Regions from separate parts of the Zea mays genome. Here region 2 is linked to region 1. The links are chromatin contacts, called in public Hi-C maps. All regions are on one chromosome and are shown on one strand. The core of a region is the stretch at or near the end of the contact, and the rest is flanking DNA. Distances in the headings are between cores, read along the strand shown.

Region 1 (5,994 bases), core at 562-3,061:
AGGAGCACGGGACACTGGAGGCATGCATATTAAACCTTACGTTTCAGAAATCTCACTAGAGCACCACATGTAAACTATCATAACACTACTTTGGAGATAAATGGGAGATCCTAAATCCACAAATTTCATCAGTGATGCTCCAGATACTCATTCTGTAATAGACATTGAAATAGTAACGCATAGGTATGATCATACTGAATGGTCAGAGCTTACCATTCTGCGATCTATCATACAGCAACCATCAGCACACAACAATGTCGGGAAGGTATCAAACCCCTCAGATAAGCACAGGCTGAGTATGAGCCTCATCCCTTTCTGGCACTCCGGTGTCTCTGCCAGCGTCAAATCGCCAGTACTTTTTGTGTAGGCCCGGAGGAGTATAATCCACCAGAACCCAGAATCCACAGGTGCAACCCTCCCAATGGCGCTCTCTCCAAAATCAGCATGTAGGGTCTCGACCCCCTTCTTGGCGTCATGCATCACCTTGAAGCTAGCCGGCATGGCTCCCTCCCCAAGCTTGAACCGGTCGACTTTCTTCTCCCAGCCCTGCAGCAGCAGGGTCTTGAGAAGGAAGTTCTTGACAATATCTGGCTCGCCATTCATCAGAAACGCCAGTGCACTCGGCACGAAATCCCTCACAAACACCTGCCCACCAAGGTACCCTGAATAAGATATATGTACTCCTACGAGCTTCGAATGACAAGCTTGGAATCAAATAATTTTCAACTTGTGTCAACAACAGTGGTGGATCTAAGATTTTTATCTAAGGGTATGCCACCAAAAATGATTATACAATTCGATAGAACCATTTTTCAATTTGGTAGTAACAGTTGTAGAATTACAATGTAATTTGATATACATGCACTGGATAACAAGATACTCCTAAATTTTAAATTCGAAGGCATAAATTACAATATAAATACTTCAAACGCCTGTCAGTTAAAATTTAGACATAAAAGAGCATAAGAGACTTACAATACTACCTAAATGACTTTTTTTAACTGATACTTTCTAAGCGATATGAATGTGTCGAATATACATTTATACCATTTTCTAAGCGATATGAATGTCTATTACAAGTAATAATCAATTTTTCACAAGAGGGAGCTATAAAATGGAGTGACAGCCCACTTGGTCGTAGTTGAGGACTTCCTCGGACGCGTGGTCGACGGCGGCAACGGTGCCAAGGGGCTGGCCGCGAAAGAAGACGAGGGAGCGGCGGAGCGCCTCCCAGGCGTCGCCGACGATAGGGTGGGGCTCGAAGGAGTGCAGCGCGGAGGAGGCCGGCGTGCCGACGAGGGAGCGCAGGCCGCCCCCAGGCGAGTACATGCCGTCGAAGCCACCCCTGCCGTATCCGCCGGAGTGCGAGACGTCGCTGAGAGAGTGGTCGTCGAAGGAGCGCTGGCGCTCGACGTTGATCCGCGGCTTACTGAGCAGCCGCGTGAGCTCAAAGTCATCCGACTCCGACAGCGAGGTGTGCGACGCCGACCGCCGCATCCCGCCGCCAACCGCCAGCTCCATGGCGTCCGGGGTCTTCTTCCCTCTCCTCCTCGCCCCTTGGGTCAAACCAAACCTGCGCCCGGCTCCGCCTCCGAGCCCCCACCCAGATCTGGCCCGAGCGCCGGCGAGCGAGAGATCTGGGCGCTGGCACGACAAGGAAGGAAGGGGGCAGGCGCGAGCAAGACACGGCCGCGCGAATCTCTATGCGAGTAGCGACGACGGCAGGGTGGGGACGTGGAAGGAGGGGGCAAAAAAAAGATTAGCTTGTTGCGGAGACGTACTTATACTCTTATAGTAAACCGAGATGAGGCCTCGCCGGCGGCGGAGCCGTGCGGCACCACGGAGTCTTATAGCGAGCAATGGTGGATTGGTGGGTCAAGGGGGCCCTCGCGTGGATGAAGGTGGTTGCCCGGCAGCTTCGTTCCTGGGGGTGCGGGATTTTGGTGGGTCGAAGCAAACAGCTAGAGCGGGTGTGCAGGTGCAGCTGTGTTGCACGTGGGGTTGGTGGAGGGTGGGGAGGACGCGGCGCCGACGTGGCACGGTGATCGCGGTCGAGTGGCTGCCTGCTGCCCTGCTCCCACGGGGGAGGACGGGCAGGGCGTCGGGCAACGGTGCCGAGATGCCCGGCGATTTGGGGGAAGCTGGCGGGGTCGCGCGGCAGCCGTAGGCCGGAGCTCGTAGGATCTGCTTGGCTCATTTTTGTCTAGGATTTAATCCTGTGGATATGCTTAAGCTTAACTACGGAGTGTGTTTTGTATCGTTTCCTTATGGGGTAGGACCGTAGGATACTGATCATCGTTGAATCTCTCATTTAGGTCTTATTCAGTTAAGGTGGATGAAAAGAGATAAGATAGAATTAAAGACTTTGTTTGGTTCACTATCTAATTTGCCACACTTTACCTAACTTTTCTGTTTAAGATTAGGGTTGTTTAGTTTGTGACTAAATGTGTCACACTTAGCCTAATGTTAGTCGTTCGAATTGAAAACTAACCTTAGACAGAAAAGTTAGGCAAAGTATGACAAGTTAGGCATCGAACCAAACAGGCCCTAGCTTTTTAATTCGAACGACTAACCTTAGTTAAAGTGTAGCGTAGGTAACCACGAACCAAACAGACCCTAAATCCTCTTTAAGGATGCGCTTGATTAGAGAGTCAACTAGAATGGAGCAATTCCATTCCAGTTTTTCTAAAATAGTGTCGTTCTATTTCGCATTTGGCAAACAGAACAGAGTTGCTCCATTTTTGTTTGGTTGAAGAGTATAATAGAGTGAAGCCGCTCCGTTCTCTGTTTGATTGGAGATCCATATGAGTGTAGAGAGTAGTAGAGGGATAAGAGCACTCGCATTCAATTTTTTTGGAGTGAGAGAATTCCAACTATTTATGATAAATTTTCATATGGAAGTTTCGGGATATTCCATTTTCTCCACTCCGCGACCAAACACACCCTAAGGCTAGTTCTTGAACTCTATTTCTCTAAGAGCTAGTTTGGGAACTCTATTTTTTCAAAGGATTTCTATTTTACCAATGTAAATTGAACTAATTTTCCTCGAAAAATGAAAATCCCTTAAAAAAATGGGGTTACCAAACTAGCCCTAAGAGATTTCTATTTTCACAAGAGAAATTAGTTTATTTTCTATTAGAAAAATAGTAATCTCTTTGAAAAATGGAGTTACTAAACTAGCCTGGTGTGGTATGTTAAAAAGGGGTGCAGGAGGTGGGGTTTGAACCCACACCTTTGATGGAAGAAGGGTGAAAGACAATAGGTGAATCTATCTAACCAGGAGAACATCATGCTGAAGTGTTTATAATATTGAATACAAATTGTACATATGTATATATGATTTTTAAAAAAAATCGTGTCGGGCCGGGCCAGCACTATGGGCCGAGGCTACGGCCCAAGCACCACACGACGCTCGTGTCGGATTGGCCCAGGGACTACTAAATGGGTTGTGCCTCGGGCCGGCTCACCAGACACGGCCCATTTGGCCATTTATACCTCCGCATGATAATGATGGTCTTCGCCTCAGTTGTCACCACCTCGTTCGACATTCTACTTCTTCTCTCTCTCCCCTCATGTCTCCACCTCCGCGCCACCCCATTCTCGACAGAGGGCGTAGGAGCATGCGCCTGCTCCCAGTATTCATTCGACACCAGCCCCGACACCGCACAGTGGCTATTGCACGTCCACGAGGATATTTCACATCATGCGTGCACCATCGTTTTCCCCGTCGTCGGACGTCCCGTTCGTCTTCCCTGTCTTCGCCCTATTCTTCCACCCCAACCTGCTACCCCCGCCCACGATCGCAGCCATGAGCCGACCGACGCTCGTCGACGCGGGTACGGGGCGAGTTGGTCATGATCCTGGCCTTTCTCCGTGTGTGACGTCAAGGAGGACATGGTGGCGCCTACCACGCTTAGGTTATCTTAGCGATGAGGAGTCCAGGTCTGAGATATTGGATAACTAAGACCCGTAGCGTGATAGCAGTCGACATATGCTATGGAGTTGGTGGTGGTGTTGTGTCGCTTCGGCGGGTCCAGTGCTGTGAAGACACTCGTATCCTATCGCCCTTCTCGGACTGACGCCCGGTGCGGGTGGCTCTTGGTTTGGAGCTGCTCCGGCTGTGCTTCTTTCTCCGCTTGCGTGCTCTATCTATATATGTCGGGGACCATAATTAGGGGTACCCCCAAGACTCCTAATCTCAGCTGGTAACCCCCATCAGCACAAAGCTGCAAAGGCTTGATGGGTGCGATTTAGTCAAGGCTCGGTCCACTCAAGGGACACGATCTCGCCTCGCCCGAGCCCAGCCTCGGGCAAGGGCAGCCGACCCCGGAGGATTTACGTCTCGCCCGAGGACCCCCTCTAGCAACGGACACACCTTCGGTTCGCCCGAGGCCCAGTCTTCGCCAAGAAGCAACCTTGGCCAAGTCGCCACGCCGACCGACCGTATCGCAGGAGCATTTAATGCAAAGGTGGCCTGACACCTTATCCTGACGCGCGCCCTTCAGTCGACAGAGCCGAAGTAACCGCAGTCACTTCGCCGCTCCACTAACCAGCCTGACAAGAGGACAACGCCGCCTGCGCCGCTCCGACTGCTGTGCCACTCGACAGAGTGAGGCTGACAGCAGCCAAGTCCGGCCTAAGGCGCCATAGGAAACTCCGCATCGCCTGACCCTAGGGCTTGGACTCGGGCTCAGCCCCGGAAGACGACGAACTCCGCATCGCCCGACCCCAGGGCTCGGACTCGGGCTCAGCCCCGGAAGACGACGAACTCCGCATCGCCCGACCCCAGTGCTCGGACTCGAGCTCGGTCCCGGAAGACGACGAACTCCGCCTCGCCCGACCCTAGGGCTCGGACTCGGGCTCAGCCCCGGAAGACGACGAACTCTGCCTCGCCCGACCCCAGGGCTCGGACTCGGGCTCGGCCCCAGAAGACGACGAACTCCGCCTCGCCCGACCCCAGGGCTCGGACTCGGGCTCGGCCCCAGAAGACGACGAACTCCGCCTCACCCGACCCCAGGGCTCGGACTCAGCCCTGGCCTCAGCCGACGGTCTCCGCCTCACCCGACCCAGGGGCTCGGAATCGACCTCGGCCTCGGAAGACGGACTCGACCTCGACCTCGGAGGAGCCTCCACCTCGCCCAACCCAGGGCTCGGACCGACCACGTCACAGGAGGCGCCATCATTACCCTACCCCAAGCTAACTCAGACTACGGGGAACAAGACCGGCATCCCATCTGGCTCGCCCCGGTAAACAAGTAATGATGGCGCCCCGCGTGCTCCATGACGACGGCGGCTCTCAGCCCCCTTACGGAAGCAAGGAGATGTCAGCAAGGACTCGACAACCCCGACAGCTGTCCTTCCGCCAGGCTCCAGCGCTCCTCCGACGGCCACGACACCACACGAACTGGGTGCCAAAACCTCTCCGGCTGCCACGACGGCATGTACTTAGGGCACTAGCTCTTTTCTACTAGACACGTTAGCACACTGCTACACCTCCCATTGTACACCTGGATCCTCTCCTTACGCCTATAAAAGGAAGGTCCAGGGCCCTCTTACAGAGGGTTGGCCGCGCGGGGAAGGACGGGACGGCGCGCGCATAGGCCTCTCGCTCCCTCCCTCGCGGACGCTTGTAACCCCCTACTGCAAGCGCACCCGACCTGGGCGCGGGACAAACACGAAGGCCGCAGGTTTCCCCTTTTACGCCTGTCTCCCCCCTTCGTGCTCCGTCTCGCGCCGACCCATCTGGGCTGGGGCACGCGGCGACAATTTACTCGTCGGTCCAAGGACCCCCCGAGGTCGAAACGCCGATAGTTGGCACGCAAGGTAGGGGCCTGCTGCGTGTTGACGAATAGCTTCCCGTCAAGCTCCAGATGGGTAGTCTCCAGCAACCTTTCCAGCCTGGGACGGTGCTCCGTTTCGGGAGTCTTGAGTTCATGTCCCTCGGCGGCAGCTACGACATGATACTCCTTCCCCCGCCGCGCGACAGCGACAATG
Region 2 (5,994 bases), core at 1,283-3,782, 750 kb after region 1:
TAATTATTTTCTTTATGACTAATAATAATCTTTTGGTTTCTTCCTTTCTTTTCTAAATAGAAATTATACGGTACCGCTAAAATGTTTATTAATAAATCACATAACATTAATATTCTAAGAATTAATGTAAATTACAAATTTTGAACTTTAATCATGGTTATTTCGACATAGATAGATATTTAACTAATTCTTAGTGAATAAGCGATATGTGTAGGAACACAAATATCATGATTAGACAAACTCTAAATTTTATCCTGACCAAAAGATGTGGCCTAGTACTTATTTCAATATCTTATATCATTAAAACTGTACTTAACAATTACTAACATAATATTGTTTTATGTGCTAAAATGAGAAGTTAGTTGCAAATGTTTCTAGTACTTAATCACAAAATTAAAGAATCGTGACATATCTTATTTATTTTTGAAATACAAAAATAATGTCCATATCCAAAATATTGTTACATGGCTGATCTATAATTAAACATATACATAAGGAATCTCTTTTTAATAGTTTCTGAACTGGATATTTCGGAATTAGCTTTACACAAGCACATGGGCTAAAACGCAAAAAAATCACCTTCTACCTCAGGCTGGCTCGTGTGCACAGGGAAGAGCTCGGCGAGGGGGAGTGGTCGACCGAGCAAGGGGCAGTGGGGGAATCACCGGGGTCACGACGTTGTGGCTCAGGTGGGCTCGACGGCGTGGGAGCGGACGACGAGGAGCGCAGAGCTCCAGAGAACGGCGAACGACGGCGCGAGAGAGAAGGGGAGAGGCTCGGCGCGATTGGAGAGGAGAGCGCGGGTAGGGGAGGAAGAGAGAAGGGACTCAGCCTCGGCTTTATAGAGAGGAAGAGGGAGAGCTCGGGAGGGCGAGAGAACGGCCGCGACGCCATCAAAACGCCATTAATGGCGTTGGCCATAACCATGGCCGTTACCGGCCCGGAGAAGAGGGGACTGGGGAGGAGAGGGAGAGGAGCCGGCCGTTTCCGGCTCGGAGGGAGTTGAGAGGGCGCAGACGGGTCGACGCGTCCGGGCGGGGTTGGGCGCGCGCGCCCGTGCGGCGGCTGGAGGAAGGAGGAGACCCGTGGGGGGTGTCGGTGAGGGTGGGGAGGGGAAAGGTGGCGCGGCGGCTGGGCCGCAGATGGGCCAAATTCGGCCGGTTTAGATTAGGGTTTCCTTTTTTTCTTTTATCCTTATTTCTCTAAAATATAATGAAATATATTTTTAAATATCTCTAAAACTTCATAATAATTATACCAACATTATTTATCATTAAAGAATTTATTTTTGGACCAGAATGTGTATATATATTAATTAATAAGGTTTTCAATATAAAAGAAATTCCCAAAAAACAACCATAAATCAAATATGAGTAAACAACAATTATTCTAAATGCAAATAAGATCAAACACTTGAAATAATTACCACTAAAGTTTAAATGCATTATTTTAAGTTGATGGTTTTGAGGTGTTACAGTAATGCAGTTCAACTGGCATTCCATAGCGGTTGAACCGGCCTTGCCGGTTGAAATGGTTGTTCTCAAAAAAGTTGGAAGTTTTTGTTAGAATTTTCAGGTGTAGCCTATTCACCTCCTCTAGGCTACTTTCACATTGGCCTGAGCATAATATGAAGAAGAATTGAGTAGTTTGATCTTATACAATTAAGAAAACTCACATACCTCTTTTCACATGAAAGAAGTCTCTTGATATGTAGTCAAAGTCTAAGGAATGTCGAATCTATGAATAATATGCTCAGTCACAAACTCAATTACATCCCCGAGTGTAATATTTTTCGGTGCAACGACTTCTGTCCACTTGGTGAAGTAGTATGTTGCGACTAGCATAAACCAATGTCCCTTCGACGATAAATGATGAATTTCTCTTACAAAGTCCAAACTCTATCATCCTAAAGGGCCAATGTTTGATAATATGATGTAGTTCAGCGGTAGTCACCAATTGTAGATTACCAAACTTTTAACATTTTTGACAACTTTTGTAGTACTTAAAACAATCGGTTATTATACCATGCTAATAAAAACTATATCTTCACAAAAACCAATTCATTTTTAGAGCTGATTAATGGGTACCACAAATGACTTCATGCACTTCAACCATAACTAATGTAGCATCATTAGAGGCCAGACACTTAAGCAAAACATCATCAAGAATTCAGCGATAAAATTTATCATCGAGGAGAACATACTTAAAAACAATACACTGAATATTTATGTTTGTCCTAACATTTGGGTCATGCAGATATGCAACTAAAAACGTTCTCCAATCAATTGTATCGGCACATTATTAACCGAATCAACTAAGACGATGCTTCTGTTGACATTGGACGGTCCGAGATCTTGATCGGACGGTCTGACAATAGCACGGTGTCTTCACCCAGATGGTCCGGAGGGCAAAATTTATGTTGCTACTTGCAGATGAGAATAATGTCGTTGTTCTGTGTTTTTTTTTTGTAAAATTTGTGTTGTTTAAGGCCCATTTGCTTTTTGACCCCTTAGATCTCCCCACTCTTTCAGCAGTTGACGGCATCCCCCATTGTTGCGCACCACGGAAGACGAAGGGCGGCAGCGCACGCCCTGAAAAAGGCAGAAGAAACGCGGTGCCTCGAGCCATCAGATGGCCCACCCCACCCCACCCCACCGTGTTGAGCTTGGAGTCGGACGGCGCTTGAGAGTCGCCGGGTCGGGCATGGCATCCATAGGCATACATCTCCTCGCGGAGCCTGGGGTGGGGCGGTCACCACCATGCCTAATCCTATCGCACCAAGGAGTCTGTCTCGTGCTCCTCGTAGTCTTCCTACCCACCCCTCCACCCCCCCCCCCCCCCCCCCCCCCCCCCCCCCCCTTTGCCCCCAATCCCTAGCCCTGCCCCTCTCCTCCAGCGCCGCGCGCCGGCTCTATGCGCCCGCCGCCCCCGGAGATGCATATCACACGCCGCCGTTACCGCTGGGTGAAGGAGTGGTTAGTTGCTCGCCTGCCGTCCGATGGCTCGCACAGTCTCCCTCCTCCCTCGATTTCCATCTGATCTGTTGCCTCTTTAGGGTCCCGCAAGATCTGGTCGTCACCGGAGGCCCCTGCACGCTCTACAAGTGGGTGCGAGGTAGATTGCGCCCGCTGATTGCTTGCTGCTGCTGCTGCTGTCAAACCGCAGCCTTTTATTCTATGACTGTACTGTCATGTCATCGTCATGTTTTGCACTGATGATAATTGCCCTGTCTGGTACTTCACCAGTGATTCATCCGTATCCACGCGAATTTCCAATTCTTTAAAGACAGGTGGAGCAAGCAAGGTCTTTTCATGTTTCTTATACTGGTTGCATCACATATTTCTAATTTGTAATACTTCAGCACACGAAGGGATGGTTGTTTAGTTCCACCCAGAAAAATTGAGATTTCAGTAGAGCAGTACATATATGCTTGTTAGTCTCCAAGTAAGAGTGGTCAGTTCAGTTCAAACTAGAGGAAAAACTTAGTACATTCTCTTTGGGGGTTGCCACCAGCATACCAATGTGTTCTTTTAATTGCCGACATGTCCTGACTGATTTGGACAATGTAATGAACACTGCCAACTTATTTATGAAGATTATGAAGTTCTCACACAATGCCAACAAGGGCACACAGGAAGATGGAATTCTTTGTTATATATTCTGATTGTTTCATGGCTGTTAATAACTATAGGGTAGTGAATTGTTTCTTCTATGATATAACCTTTTCATTCCGCTGTTAATATTATTATTGGATTTATTTACAGAGGATAGACTGGCAGCTTTGAAGGCTAAGGATAAGGAGCAGGGGGCAGCATCTGCAATGCCTGAACCAAACTCTGAGGTTCTCTTCCTGTGCAGCTACGAAGGATGTGGGAAGACATTTTTTGATGTAGGGGCTCTTAAGAAGCACGCTCATGTCCATGGGGAGAGGCAATATATCTGCCACTATGAGAACTGTGGCAAGGTACTGTTTACCCTTCCTTTTCACATCCCAGAGTAATCTTCAGTCTGCAAAGGCATGGTCCCATTTCAGTTGCTTGACTAATCTTTTTTCGGGTAAATTTGATTTTGCAGAAATTCTTAGATAGCTCTAAGTTGAAGAGACATTTTCTTATCCATACTGGAGAGAAGAATTTTGTGTGCCCACATGAAGGTTGTGGGAGGGTAATCTCACTGTCTGCTCCATTGTGTTTGCTATTCATTTCCTGACGTTTGTTATGATCATGTGGTGATTTGTACTTTTCTCATTCGTAGCATGTTACTAAAAATGCTTGATCGTGAAGTAGAAATTTGTACTGGATATAGAAATGTTTGTTGCTTGGTTTCTTTTCTGGTGCAACCATGTTCTAAAGCTTTGATCATTTCATTCTGTTCCATTTGCTGTGTTAAGATTTAGTCATGGTCATTTTAATGCATTATTTCATACTCCATATTCCACAAAGTTTTTAACATACATACAAACGAGAAAGATAACGTTTAAACAATGGTTGTACTCATAATAGTTGTTTTGCAACTATCCGGGAGGGGTTACATAGGAACTACCCTTGTGCAAACAGCCTAAAATGCTTAAATAATGCCTCTTTGTTGTCGGGGAAAGGGAAAATCTCAAGCAGAGTGGTGCCAACAAGATGCTCTTTGTTGGTGGTAGGGTATCATTCGCAAGGTTCACTTGAAGCTTTCTAGGATGCATGAAAGCAAGGGATGGATAGGATATGTCATATTTCTAATTGGTTAATTAAATGTGGCTTTTGGCATTTGTTATTATTAGTATATTATCTGGCAATATGTGTTATTAAATATTAATGTCATGTGCCGGATTATTGCAGGCATTTTCGTTGGATTTTAATTTAAAGGCACACATGAAAACACATTCTGCAGATAACTATCATGTGTGCCAGTACCCAGAATGTGGCCGAAGATTTACACAAGAATCAAAACTGAGAGCTCATATCAGGGCACAACATGAGAAAGTAAGATCTCTTACTAGCTACTGCTTGTGAATTTCAGCTTGTGAAAGAATTTTGTAACGAGACAAATATAGGCTGTTGGCTTGCAGAATCCAGGTGCGTCATCAATGAACCACAGTGCAATTGGAGGTCCGCACCAGCCCCCTAGGCCAGCGAAGGTCTCAGCAGCACCTCCAGCTCCCTCAGCTGAGCGCCCTTACGTCTGCCCCTACGATGGTTGTGACAAGGCATACATCCATGAGTACAAGTTGAACCTCCATCTGAAAAAAGAGCATCCCAACCACTACCAGGATGGTGGTCCAAATGGTGCTGCCGCCCCTTCAAAGCGCAGCATCTCGAAGAGTTCCCACAGGAGCAAGCTGGACATCACCTCTAGGATGCCACCGGCCAACATCCCCAAGCACAGAGGGTATGCAACACCATTGCCAGCTGTGGTGAGCCTCCCTGAGGAGCAGCAGTTGCTAAGGAAAGTGGTGTACGAGGATGACAGCGAGGAGACTGAAGAAGAGGGGGATAACAATGGCGAGGACAGATGGAACTACAAGAGAGCTGCTAGCAGCGACGACGAGGAAACCGAAGACGAAGAATGAGCTGCTAGCAGGGATTCATTTTTTTTTCTTCTGTAGCTGTGCATATACCATAATCTATAGACTGGTGGTTATAGATTTCAATACATGTACATTTTTAAAATACGGCTGGCCTATAGTAGACAAGAGGTTGTTGCTGCCATGCCCCTTCTCAACTACACAGGCCATGAGTTCAGAAAGGATAATGGATCATTGCTCCCGTCTGCCTGTGTTTGTGCCTTTTGGTTTGTTGTCATAAATGAGTTCTCAGTTATCGTAGCCCTGATTGAGTGGATGTCAACAGATCTCGTCAACCGTACATTTGTATGAGCATGCCATGTTTACTTTGAGAAATTTATGCATCCACCGGTTTCAGAATATGGAAGTGTGCGATAGTGTGTTCATGGAAGACAAAGGTGGTTTGAGTCCACGCCATAATACCGAGGGAGGTCCTCCTTTTC

What was found. A called contact is a pair of places that touch in the nucleus more often than the background predicts.
Region 2: a Hi-C map of ear shows a contact between it and region 1, with 2.7 times the contacts expected there. The contact joins the promoter of LOC103653625 here to the promoter of LOC100191591 in region 1. A contact is called at or near these places in 2 of 25 Hi-C or Micro-C datasets (ear and leaf).

What each region holds. Positions count from the first base shown.
Region 1 is chr4:119,433,254-119,439,247 of Zm-B73-REFERENCE-NAM-5.0, forward strand. It overlaps LOC100191591, which reads right to left and starts at 1,812. Exons shown (of 4, transcript NM_001137021.1): 1 at 1,132-1,812; 2 at 214-645. The coding sequence starts at 1,521.
Region 2 is chr4:120,184,578-120,190,571 of Zm-B73-REFERENCE-NAM-5.0, forward strand. It overlaps LOC103653625 (zinc finger transcription factor YY1), which reads left to right and starts at 2,533. Exons shown (of 6, transcript XM_008680469.4): 1 at 2,533-2,975; 2 at 3,056-3,114; 3 at 3,765-3,964; 4 at 4,075-4,164; 5 at 4,827-4,970; 6 at 5,042-5,812. The coding sequence starts at 2,914. The coding sequence ends at 5,557.